2 separate regions of the Pan troglodytes genome follow, and region 2 is linked to region 1. The links are chromatin contacts, called in public HiChIP or PLAC-seq maps. All regions are on one chromosome and are shown on one strand. The core of a region is the stretch at or near the end of the contact, and the rest is flanking DNA. Distances in the headings are between cores, read along the strand shown. Region 1 holds the start of VPS13C (vacuolar protein sorting 13 homolog C). Region 2 holds the start of LOC467699 (golgin subfamily A member 2).

Region 1 (5,126 bases), core at 675-3,174:
GAGCAAGACCTTGTCTCAAAAAGACAAGCCAAAAAAAAGAAAAAAAAAACCCAACAACCAGGCTCTTCCGTAATTCAGGGTATAAACAGCATTGCCCAATATATGTTCCATATACGTAATTATAAATTTTAGAAGCCAAGTTTAAAAAGAAAAAAAGTAAAACTAAAAAACACGGGAAATACACTTTAATATTATATTTAATTTAACCCAATATATTCAAATATTATTTCAACACATAAGCAACATAAAAATTATTGAGGTATTATTTTTTTCTCCTACTTCATTAGGAGTAATACCTATTCAAAACGATGTTTTAATTCATACAGCACGTCTCAATTAGCACTAACCTCATATCAAGTGCTCCACAGCTACAGGGGCTAGTGGTTACCCTAGTGGACAGGGGAAGTCTATAGCTATTTGTTGTTGCTTGAATTAAAAGCAGATCCATACATTTGAGTCGTTTTTTGAATTTTCCTCCAAAGCTGACAAAGTTCCCAAATCTTTTGTGGAGTGAGAAAGTCCCAAAGTCCTCAAAGCTTAACACGTAATTCATGCAAACGATCAAGCTCGTTGAAGAGTGTATGTTTAAGTACACTATTTCCTGAATACTTTTATACACTTAATCTCCAGGATAAAAACGTTGGCATAAATTCCTGAGCATGCAACCAAGCAGACACCTAACTAATGACGATGCTGGTCGAGGCTTTAATTTCTCTCTATTGCTCCAAAACAAAATTCAAAATCCTCTTCGTATTGACGGAAAAGTAAATATTAAAGGAAGAAATCATTTTCACAGGAACTGAAAGCATTAAGAATAAGAATCCCTAAGCACACGCCTATCTTAAAGATCTCCTGCCTATTCCTCTCCAAACCCGGTAATCCTAAAGAGAAGGAACCCAGTTCTTGCTCCCTGTAAAATGATAGTGAAGATAACTGCGAGATGCAATTTCCTCCTTCTTTTTTCTTAGTGCCACTTCGAGCGTATATGACCAGACAACCATGCTCACTCCACGCGATACCGAAACAGGGCTCTGTTTTTATGCTGTAGGGCCAAAGGGGCCACCCTGAGTGCAGCGAGACGACCACAGAGACAGGCAGGGCGGGGACAGCAGGGCCAGGGCTTGGCCTCGGGGGACGAGAAAGGTGGGAACTTTGGCAGCGCGGGCGGGATCCCGCCGCATCTCCCCAGCCGGAGTCGGGACTGGGACCCCGAGAATCCGCGGGCGGCAGAGGCTCCCGCATCCAGCACCTGCCGCACCGGGATGGGGAGTCTCGGGCGGCGCAGGGAGCAGGGCCCGGGCAGAATCCCGGACGGAGCAGCCCTCCGCTGGGCCCTCAGCGCCCGCAGCCCACTGGCCGCGCCCTCTCGCTTACCGCCCCAGATGCCCAGCTTCAGCTGGGACTTGTTCAGGTTCTCCACATAGTCCCCCAGGAAGCGGTTCAGCAAGTCCGCGACCACCGACTCCAGCACCATGGTGGCGCTGAGGCACCAGGAGAGGGAGGAGCCGGAACCGCCCGGCGCAGCTGAGGGCGGCGACCAGCGCTGCAAATGACAACCCCTCCGGCGCCGGCCCACCCCCGCGCCGCGCGCGTGACCCCGCCGGTGCGCAGGCGCGCTGTCGCCCGGCCGGTAGCTAAGGAGGCCCAGCGGTGATCCCGAGGCTTTGTAGGCGCCGCAGCCCCGGCCCTCTAGAGGCCTACGGAGGCGTGCGGGGGAAGTTAGCTTGCGCCTGTCTCGTCAGCCGTGCACGACAAAAAAAGGACCTTCGAGAAGAACAAGGGAGGGCAAGAGTTACCGAGTACAGGGACATCTATGTGGCCGCTCTGCTTTCCCGCCGTCACCTGCTGTTGAACTCCGGCCGCATCGCGGTGTCCGGAGCCGCCTGGCCTGGAGTATGCGCTGAGCGTCACCTAGGCAACCACCCCTGCACCTGTGGATCAGGTGGGGGAAAAGGACCGACCGCGTTCTTGTCCTGCTAGAGTTCGACTCCGCCTGGGGCTTGGTCTCTGCTTCTTCAAAACATTGTTTTTTTATTTTGTTTTTGTTTTGTTTTGTTTTGTTTTGAGACAGGGTCTCGCTCTGTTGCCAAGGGTGGAATGCAGTGTGGGGATCATAGCTCACTACAGACTTGACATCCTGGACTCAAGAGATCCTCCTGTGTCAGCCTCGCGAGTAGCTGGGACCACTGGCGCGCGACAAATAATTTGAAAAGTGGGAGGAGGGGAACAGAACCACATCAAATGGCAGATATCATAGAATGAGAACTGAATATACGCGTTTTGTGAGAAACGCGTTCTTTTCCCCTTTCTCTAAGGTTCGCTTTTAATTCACTAGCCACTAACCAGTTACCTATCTCATTACAGATATAAAAAACAAAACGTAGTAGTGCCTTTTTAAGTATGAATTACTTGTTATTTATATATCACTTTCTTCCATGCTGTCGTTGAACTGTCTTTGATGTAGCACGACCTTAAAAGCAGAGCTTTTATACCACAAGGTCTTTCAACCCTTGTGAAATTTAACCACCCATTGACATTCACCTCTTTAGAGAACTAGAAATTTTTTCCTAAAATATATTTCAAAAAGTTGTTGAGATACAGTACACAGGAAGAAACCTAAGAAACGCTGATTATTTGTAGTCGCAAGCATTAAGTGCTTTGCTACGAGGAAGTGTCTGAGAAACTATTCGTGTATTTTTCTTAAACAACCTAGGCCTACAGAGGATCACAAAGAAAAATCTTAAATTCAAAGTCCGCTGGAGAAGAAAGAAAATCAAAATGGCTACAATTGGTGTCGTGTATTAAATAAAATTAAAAGTACAAAGAAAGACCCAGTCAGTACTAACTAGTACTGTCAAGATCACATTCCTCTCCCACTCCTGCACACTCCACTCCTCTTTAAGAAGATAAATCCTTAACCATCTGTTTTTCCTAGCTGGTCACAAAGACAAAATACTAGTAAGTACTTTGGATTTCTTCACCATCCACAACCAAATAACAGCCCAACCTGTCTATTTTGCTTTTGCCATCTTTCCTAAATTCTCCATGTTTTTCTTCTGGACCATGCCATCCATCTCCTTGAAATTCACTTCCTAGCCTCCAGTTATTCCTTCCTCCAATCTATTCTCATGAACACCGGATGTGTTTTCCCAAAGCACAGGTGAGCTTAAGTTAGTCACCTGCTCAAAAACATCCAATAACTTCCCAGTGTTTAGAACACTCTCTTCAAACTTTCTCCACGTTCTTTCTAGTCATACACTCTAACAATCCCGCTTCCTTTTTACATTCACACTGACTATGCTCCAAGAGGAATGTAAAGAAGCAATATATGTTCTGGTTGAGATAAGGCATGTACCCATAAAAAGTTAAAAAAGAAACCAATCCAAGGATGTATGAATAACAGTATAAGATGATAGGAAAGATGGCACAGGCAACATAGCTTGGTCAAGCAGGTGGAGCAATAGGCACAATCTTTTGGGAGAAGTGAGTAACACTAATGCTTTGTCTAATAAAGTAATTCCTTACAGTTCTATGATATAACTTTGTAATTTTGAAAGAATGTGTAAATGTGCTTTCATATGCATCATTCAGTTTTATTATGTTTCAGTTATACTTCGTAAGGCGTCATGTCATTATTATGCGAAGGTAGGCATTTTTGTGTAATCCTCACAAAAGAGCTGTGAGGTAACTAATGCAGGTAGTAGTATGGTCCTCATTTTATAGAAAAATTAAGCTCAGGAATGTTAAGTGACTTACCCAAAGTCACACAGCAGATATTAATTTCCTTTGATTCTCTGAGCACTGCCACCCTTTTCTCTTCCAGTAATTATACAATTTAATCAACACTGAGCTATTAGTCATTTTCAGAGATCTTACTTTGAAAGGTTCATGACAGAAAAAATAAATCTCAGAGTGGAAAATTTGGCTCTACATTTTTGGTACCAAAAAATGCTATTACCATGTAGTATAAAAAGCTTTAAATTTTACTATTTTCCATTTTCAGCATGTTTTAAGGGATTGATTATGTGCATTCAGTAATGCCCCAAATCTTCCATTATTTAACAAGTCAGAAATATACAGTCCCAATTTAAAACAAACTATAACCAATGTCAAGAAACACCATTAGCACCCTTATGTATGGCATTATATCAGAAATAATTTGGATACAGAGGTTAAAGAAAATGAGCATTCTAATTAATTATAGTTCTTGCCTTCATTCTGGCTTAAGAACAGTGAGAATGACAACAAAGGAAATTACAAAACTAAACTTCAATGAGGGACTAAACAATAAAAACAGATGAGCAAAATATTATTTCTGTTAAAAACAAAAGTATAAGTTAGGGACACTTAAAAATTAACTCAAAAGTGTTTAAAAAAAAAAAAAAAAAAACTTCACACTAACCACCACCCATACCCTATTCCCCAACCCTAGAGATTTTGGAGAAAAGCAGAAGGAATTTGGGGGAAAGGAAATGGAGGAGAAAGCTGGAGTATAAGCCATGACACCATGGACTGCAGGAAAAGTTAGGGAGGTTAACTAGGAGAAAGCACAGGAGTGGATTTCAGAACGTTAGTGCCAGAGGGAGGATCATCCTGTTAATCCAGCCCCCTCAATTGACAGATGGAGACACTGAGTGCCAGGGAGAATTAAGGGTTTGCCCAAAGTCCCACAAGTTAGTGACTGTCAGAGCAAAAACCCAAACCCAAGTGTCCTGACTCCCTGCTCTGTATTCTTTCCAGTACCCCATACTCTAGTTGTGTTGAACAAGATGCATAAGTCAGAACACTGGTGTTTTATTGGTTGTAATCTCTCTTCTTGCTTTCCTTGACACTCAACCTCCTATATTTTTGTAAGTATGCTTTAAAATGTTTAATTTCCTTTTACTCTTAGAGCACCTCTGGTCTTGATGGTATGTGGTCTATTCATGCTCACTTTACAGAATTGTTTTCCAGCTCCAATACTGGATGTTCCCACAGCTACAGCTGGGAGCTTGGAACAGCCACTGTCTTCCTGTGAGTAGATTTGTGTGTTCCGGGCACCCTGTTACACCATTCTCCCAAGTACTGGGTGGTTGGCTCGTGCTTCCGAGTTAAGTAAAACATAAGGCTTAACAGGGTCACAGGGA
Region 2 (5,391 bases), core at 2,103-4,602, 180 kb after region 1:
GACCCACTAGGACCATGAACTGGTAAAGTCTCCTCAAGCTCCCAAGGACAGAGGATTTGGGTCTTTGTTGGTTTTGGCCCACAGCCACAGAACTGAAAGTCCGAATCTGGATTCTCCCGAAAGGACAGTAACATAAACCTTTAGAGATGGAGTTTGAGAAAAGCTCACCCTTCTACCAGCTTGTGATTTAGAAAGGTGCATTCACTCAACAAACATTGACTGAGCACATACGGGCCAGGTATGGTTCTTCATAGCAGAGATATAGGACAGAAAAGGACAGACAGGATCCCTTGGCCCTGAGGCTTACATTCTACTGGACCTTTAAATCGTGGACTCTCAGAGCTAACAGAGACTTTTGATACTCTCTAACTCTACCTCCTCGGGAAACACAAGCCCAAGGAGGAGAGGTGGCTTGCCCAGAATCAAAGAGCAAATTAGGGCCTGAGTCAGAGTGGAAATACGGGGCTCCTGACAACCAATCAGGCCAGTGCTTCCCTGAGAAGCCACAACCCCAGGACATGTGTGGCAAGGGCTGGAGCAGGGGTGTCTGGAGAAGAGACAGTAGGCAAAGAGGGCAGCAACAGAAGAGCCATGATGCATGCTCCGTGCTCTGGGGTCCCTCTAGCTGAGGCCTCGGCCCCCCTGCCCCCCATTTGCCCTTGGCATCAGGGACCCTCAGCCCTTTCTTCAGGGCCCCAAGGGGAAACTGGAGCCCAGGACTTGCAGCGTGGAATTGGTGGACCCCATTGAACTCTTACCAATGACTCGATGGTTTTATTCAGTCGACTGATTGTTATATAACTCGAGTCCAGGGCGACTGTTACCTCTTGGTATCTGCTCTGAGGCACGTGAAGAGAGGAGGAGTTGGAGGAGGATTGAGGGGAGAGGTAGAGAGAGCAATCATTAGGGTTGGGGGGAGGGTGTGAGTGGTCTCAGCTGGCAGAGGGGCACCCAGCCCCCACTGTGGGAGGAGGTTGGAGGGCTGGCCTGCAGGGTCACTGGGTCATGGCCCAGGGCCTCTTACTTCCAGATCCTTCAGGGTAGCGGATGATCCAGAGCCCTCCGCACAGATACCTGTTGCTGACTACAAGAGATGAGAGTGCGCATGGAAATCTTCTGTCCCCTCCATGTCTAAGCCCTCTGACTTCCTTTCTTCCCCAGCAACTGGCAACATTTTCTTTTTTGCCAAACTTGGACCCTTCATCCTGTAACCTCTTTGTGCCAACTTCTCTCATGGCTTTTAACTCCCCACCATCCCTCCCTCCCAAGCAGCTCTCATCTGGTGTTTCTACAGTAGGATAAAATGATGTAACCAGCCACGGGGTACAACTCCTTCATGTGAACAGCCTCAAGGAAGAAGCCTCAGGGAAGAGGCAACTTCCTCAACATGGCCCAGCAAATCGGCCGGTCCCAGGATCTTTCCTCTCTCTGGTGATTCCTGCCTCAGTTTCTTTCTATCATACTTTCCTTTCCCCCGCACTCCCCTCAATTTCTGAAGTTCCTCAAAAACAACGCCATTGAGCTGTTGGGAGAGTTGTTGCAGGCTCTCGGTTAATGAGAAGGTCCTAAGGGCAGAGACACAGGCATCAGGGGTGCAGGTGGCTCAATGGGAAAGAAGGTGTTAGACAGTGGCCTCCCTGACTCCCTCAGCCTAGAGACTGCTGCCCTGATAAGAGACACTCACTTGCTTTCATCCATGAGATTGGGGCTGGCATGATGATTCTGTGTGGGAAGAAACATATGAGATGGTCATTCAATTTCTGTAAGAATCACCGAGGACAGGTGAGCCAAGTTCTCAAGCTCATTCCAACAATATTCTATCTCCCCAAACCTCAAGGAAAAGCCCAGTCTCAGCCTTCCCCCAGCCCAGTCCCCAGGAAGGGCACCTGGCCCTAGGGAACAAACTACTTGTGAAAAGAGAAGAGAATCCATAGTAGGTACAGGAGGGCAGTGGGCAGAGGAGGAGGAGGCATGAACCTGAGGTGCCGCTATGCTAGCAAGACTGGCACCAGGGCAAGGGACACCACCAGGTAACACGGTGTCATTGGCAGGTGGCTAGACAGACGCAGCATTGTCTTTGGCATCTGTCACAGAACAAAGCAGGGCATTAGGGGGCCATGCAGGAGAGAAGGTGCCTCAGTGGCTTGGACACAAGAGTGTGGAACAGGTATGACAGATGCTTACGCAATGACAGTGACAGTCACGCATGCTTGGAGCCACTCGGGGGTGTGGATATGGTTTGCCCAGGCCTTGGGCTGCTAGGCAGCATTTTGAATGGCCGAAGCTCAAAGCAGGGGCTGCCCGGCCTCCTTCATGAATACATGAGGACCTCGCTCCCCCTGGAGTTCAGCAAAAGACAGCAGCAGGTTCTGACCTGTGGCAGCCACAGCAGGCTGGAGGAAGGTGTACCAAAGTCAGGGAAGAGAAAGGCACTGTTCTTCCAGAAGGCCAGTCTGTGCCACAGAGTGACCCTAACTGGGCCCCTCCTGGGCAGAGGACAGTGATGAGGAAGTAGTAGTCTGGGCAATGTACAATGTAGCTGCCTCTCTCTTCTCCCTTCCCTTCTCCCTTGCAGTGGCATAATCAGCAAGGGCTACCATCTCCTACAGCTCGCCCAGCTTCTCCTGCAGCTCCTCCTTGACATGCTGCTCAGACTAAAGTGCGTTGTTGATCTCCATATTCTCACTGTTCTGGACAGAGAGAAGCAATCACGCCACCCACTGCAGCTGGAGACCGCAGAACTTGGTGTCTGCCTCCCACGGCACTGGGAAGGATGGAGGCAGATTAGAAAAATCATCCCCTCTCATCCACAGCCATCAAAGCAGGGCTCTGGCTCACAGGTCCCCTCAGAAGTGCCGCTTCACATGAGGGCTGCGCCCCCTGCTGGGGGCTCCAGGGGTGGGGATTCAGCTGAGAAAGGAAGCAGACAATAAGGGCCTCTGGATTCTCAAAAACACCCTCCTCTTGGTACACAGCTCCTCTCGGGCTCCCCAGACTTGGCCTCCCTGCTAATGATTCTCAAAAAAACCCTCTGCATTCTCAAAAAAAAAACCCTCCTCTTGATCCACTGCTCCCCTCAGGCTCCCCAAACTTGGCCTCCCTGCTAATGATTCCTTGCACCCTGATGGTAGCCAATCTTCCAAGCCACTTTCAGATAGAGACAACTGTGGGTGGCTGACAACACGCACTTTTTCTTCTTTGCTGATGGGGACATTGAGGCTCATGACAATTACAAGACTTGCCGCCTCCTGGCACAGACCTCTTTCCCTCTGCCTCAAAGCCTTTCCATGCATCCACCTCTCTGGCATTCTAAGCCATCCCCACAGCCCTCTGATGCCAGTCCTGCTCCCAGGTCACCCCAGCCCCAGCTTACCCATCTGGTTCCTTAGTTCAGCCAAGCTCATCTCCAGCTCCTGTACTCGACTCATGCTATGCGCCGTCTCCTCCCTCAACGTGTGCACCTGCCAGAAGCACAGGGGGAAAGGGCCCTGCAGAGAGGGGCTGCCAGCTGGACAAGCTACCATCTCCCTCTCTGCCCCTACCTCCACAAAGCCCAGACCCATGACCACCTCTGGCTGTGCTCCTCCCATTTCACAGATGCCTGGAACAATCAAGTGACCTATCTATGGTGGGGGCTGAAGGGTCAGGTCTCACCTGCTCTGACATCTCCCGCATCCTCTGCCACCACAAGGCGCTCTCTCCTTTCAGATTCTCAGCGTGTTGATCTTTCTCCATCTGTAGTTGTTTCAGTGACTCCATTACCTGCAAGAATGGGCACAGAAGTTAGGAAGGGCTGTCACTGGTCCTCACCCGCTCCTGGCCACCTGGGGTCATCTTCCTTCCACATCCCTCCCTCTGCAAAGCCTCACCTGCCCCAGGTGTACTTCCAGCTGTGCCCGCTCCTCCATGGCCTGCTGTAACTGCTGGTTAGCATCAAGGGCTTCATAACCAGCTTCAACTCCTCCATCTGGGAAGCTGGGCTGCCAGGGGATGAGGGAGGCTGTAGGACTCACACTGTCCATGTTCTTCTGCTGCGTGGAGAGAGCAAAGAGAGTTCGTTCCAATTCTCCCGTAAACTGCTGGGAATACTGCAGGCAGCTGGCCAGATCTGTGGACTCTTCTGAAATGAGAGAGGTTGAGATGGGGCCCAAAGGACTACCCCTAAGAGCCTGTCAAAGCACCAGGTTGAAGGATGACGGGTTCCCAGATTCCCACCTTCAAACTGCCTGGCAGCAGCATGTTCAGTGTGATACAGTGCTGTCTTCAATTCTGCTTTCTCAAACATCAAGATTCCAATTGTCTGATTTGAACTTTTGGGAGAAAAGCCGAGCAGATGCTGAAAGAGGAGGAAAGCAACATTCTCCAGAGGACAGGAGGGAACTTCACACCCTCCACTCACCTCTAACTGCCTCTTTAGGGCTCTCCCTGGTTTTGCTGGCTTTCTTGCTTTTCCTATAGGAAGAGGAAGACAGAGCTCTTACTGGGGGAGGCAGAGATGGCACAGCAAGGGACATGCCCCCAGAATGCCACCAATGCCCCAGGACAGGCCCACCCATGGGACCAGGTTATCAGGGACCCTGTGGGGATGAGGTGGAATCTCGGGGGTGAGCCTTTTTCCCCAGGCTGGGAGTCAGCAAGATGAGACTGGCACCTCTACATCTGAGTGCCCCCCAAACCCAGCAGTCATGCCGTGAGCAAAGAAATCACATTACTACTTCCAGTTGATCCACAATTTTTTGGTTGTGCTGTTTCTTGGAGAGAGTCAAAGGAAGGTGACCAAGGGTGGCCCCCTCCACTCTATTCCTCAGGCCATGAAGCAGTAGGCAGGGGCCAGGAGTGGATTTTAAAGGCAAAGTTCTCAGACCCACTAGGACCATGAACTGGTAAAGTCTCCTCAAGCTCCCAAGGACAGAGGATTTGGGTCTTTGTTGGTTTTGGCCCACAGCCACAGAACTGAAAGTCTGAATCTGGATTCTCTCAAAAGGACAGTAACATAAAGCTCTATGAGGCAGGAAAATAAGGTCTGGAGGCAGGGAATCTAAGACTGTTTCGCGCTGACTTCCTAGAATCAAATTGAATGGTAAAGAGTGAGAAGTTCAGATCTGGGGATCCTGGGCCATTCCACACAGTGCCCTTTAAAAGGTCTAGAGCTGAGCTCAATGTACAACTTGGTCAATAAAGATCTCTACTGTGAAGTTGCTTTGCTTTAGAAATAAAATATTAAATAATTTTTAAAAAGATCTCAGGCCAAGGATGGTGGCTCATGCCTATAATAACAACACTTTGGGAGGCTGAGGTGGGTGGATTGCTTGAGGTCAGGAGTTCAAGACCAACCTGGGCAACATGGCAAAGCCCCATCTGTACAAATACAAAAATTACCCAGGAGTGGTG

What was found. HiChIP or PLAC-seq counts read pairs in DNA pulled down with a chosen protein or histone mark.
Region 2: a contact with region 1 is called in an H3K4me3 HiChIP or PLAC-seq map of stem cell-derived excitatory neurons, with 8 times the contacts expected there. The contact joins the promoter of LOC467699 here to the promoter of VPS13C in region 1. A contact is called at or near these places in 1 of 7 Hi-C or Micro-C datasets (induced pluripotent stem cells) and 1 of 1 datasets of contacts at active chromatin or transcription factors (stem cell-derived excitatory neurons).

Annotation. Positions count from the first base shown.
Region 1 is chr16:54,061,711-54,066,836 of NHGRI_mPanTro3-v2.0_pri, forward strand. VPS13C (vacuolar protein sorting 13 homolog C) reads right to left here and starts at 1,925. Exons shown (of 84, transcript XM_054666973.2): 1 at 1,797-1,925. LOC134808452 (a long non-coding RNA gene) reads left to right here and starts at 1,810. Exons shown (of 2, transcript XR_010151395.1): 1 at 1,810-1,942; 2 at 2,072-3,537.
Region 2 is chr16:54,244,588-54,249,978 of NHGRI_mPanTro3-v2.0_pri, forward strand. LOC467699 (golgin subfamily A member 2) reads right to left here and starts at 3,353. Exons shown (of 19, transcript XM_063794425.1): 1 at 759-3,353. LOC134808454 (golgin subfamily A member 2-like) reads right to left here. Exons shown (of 4, transcript XM_063794171.1): 1 at 4,400-5,391; 2 at 3,870-4,031; 3 at 3,655-3,762; 4 at 3,352-3,461. The coding sequence starts at 4,022. The coding sequence ends at 3,354.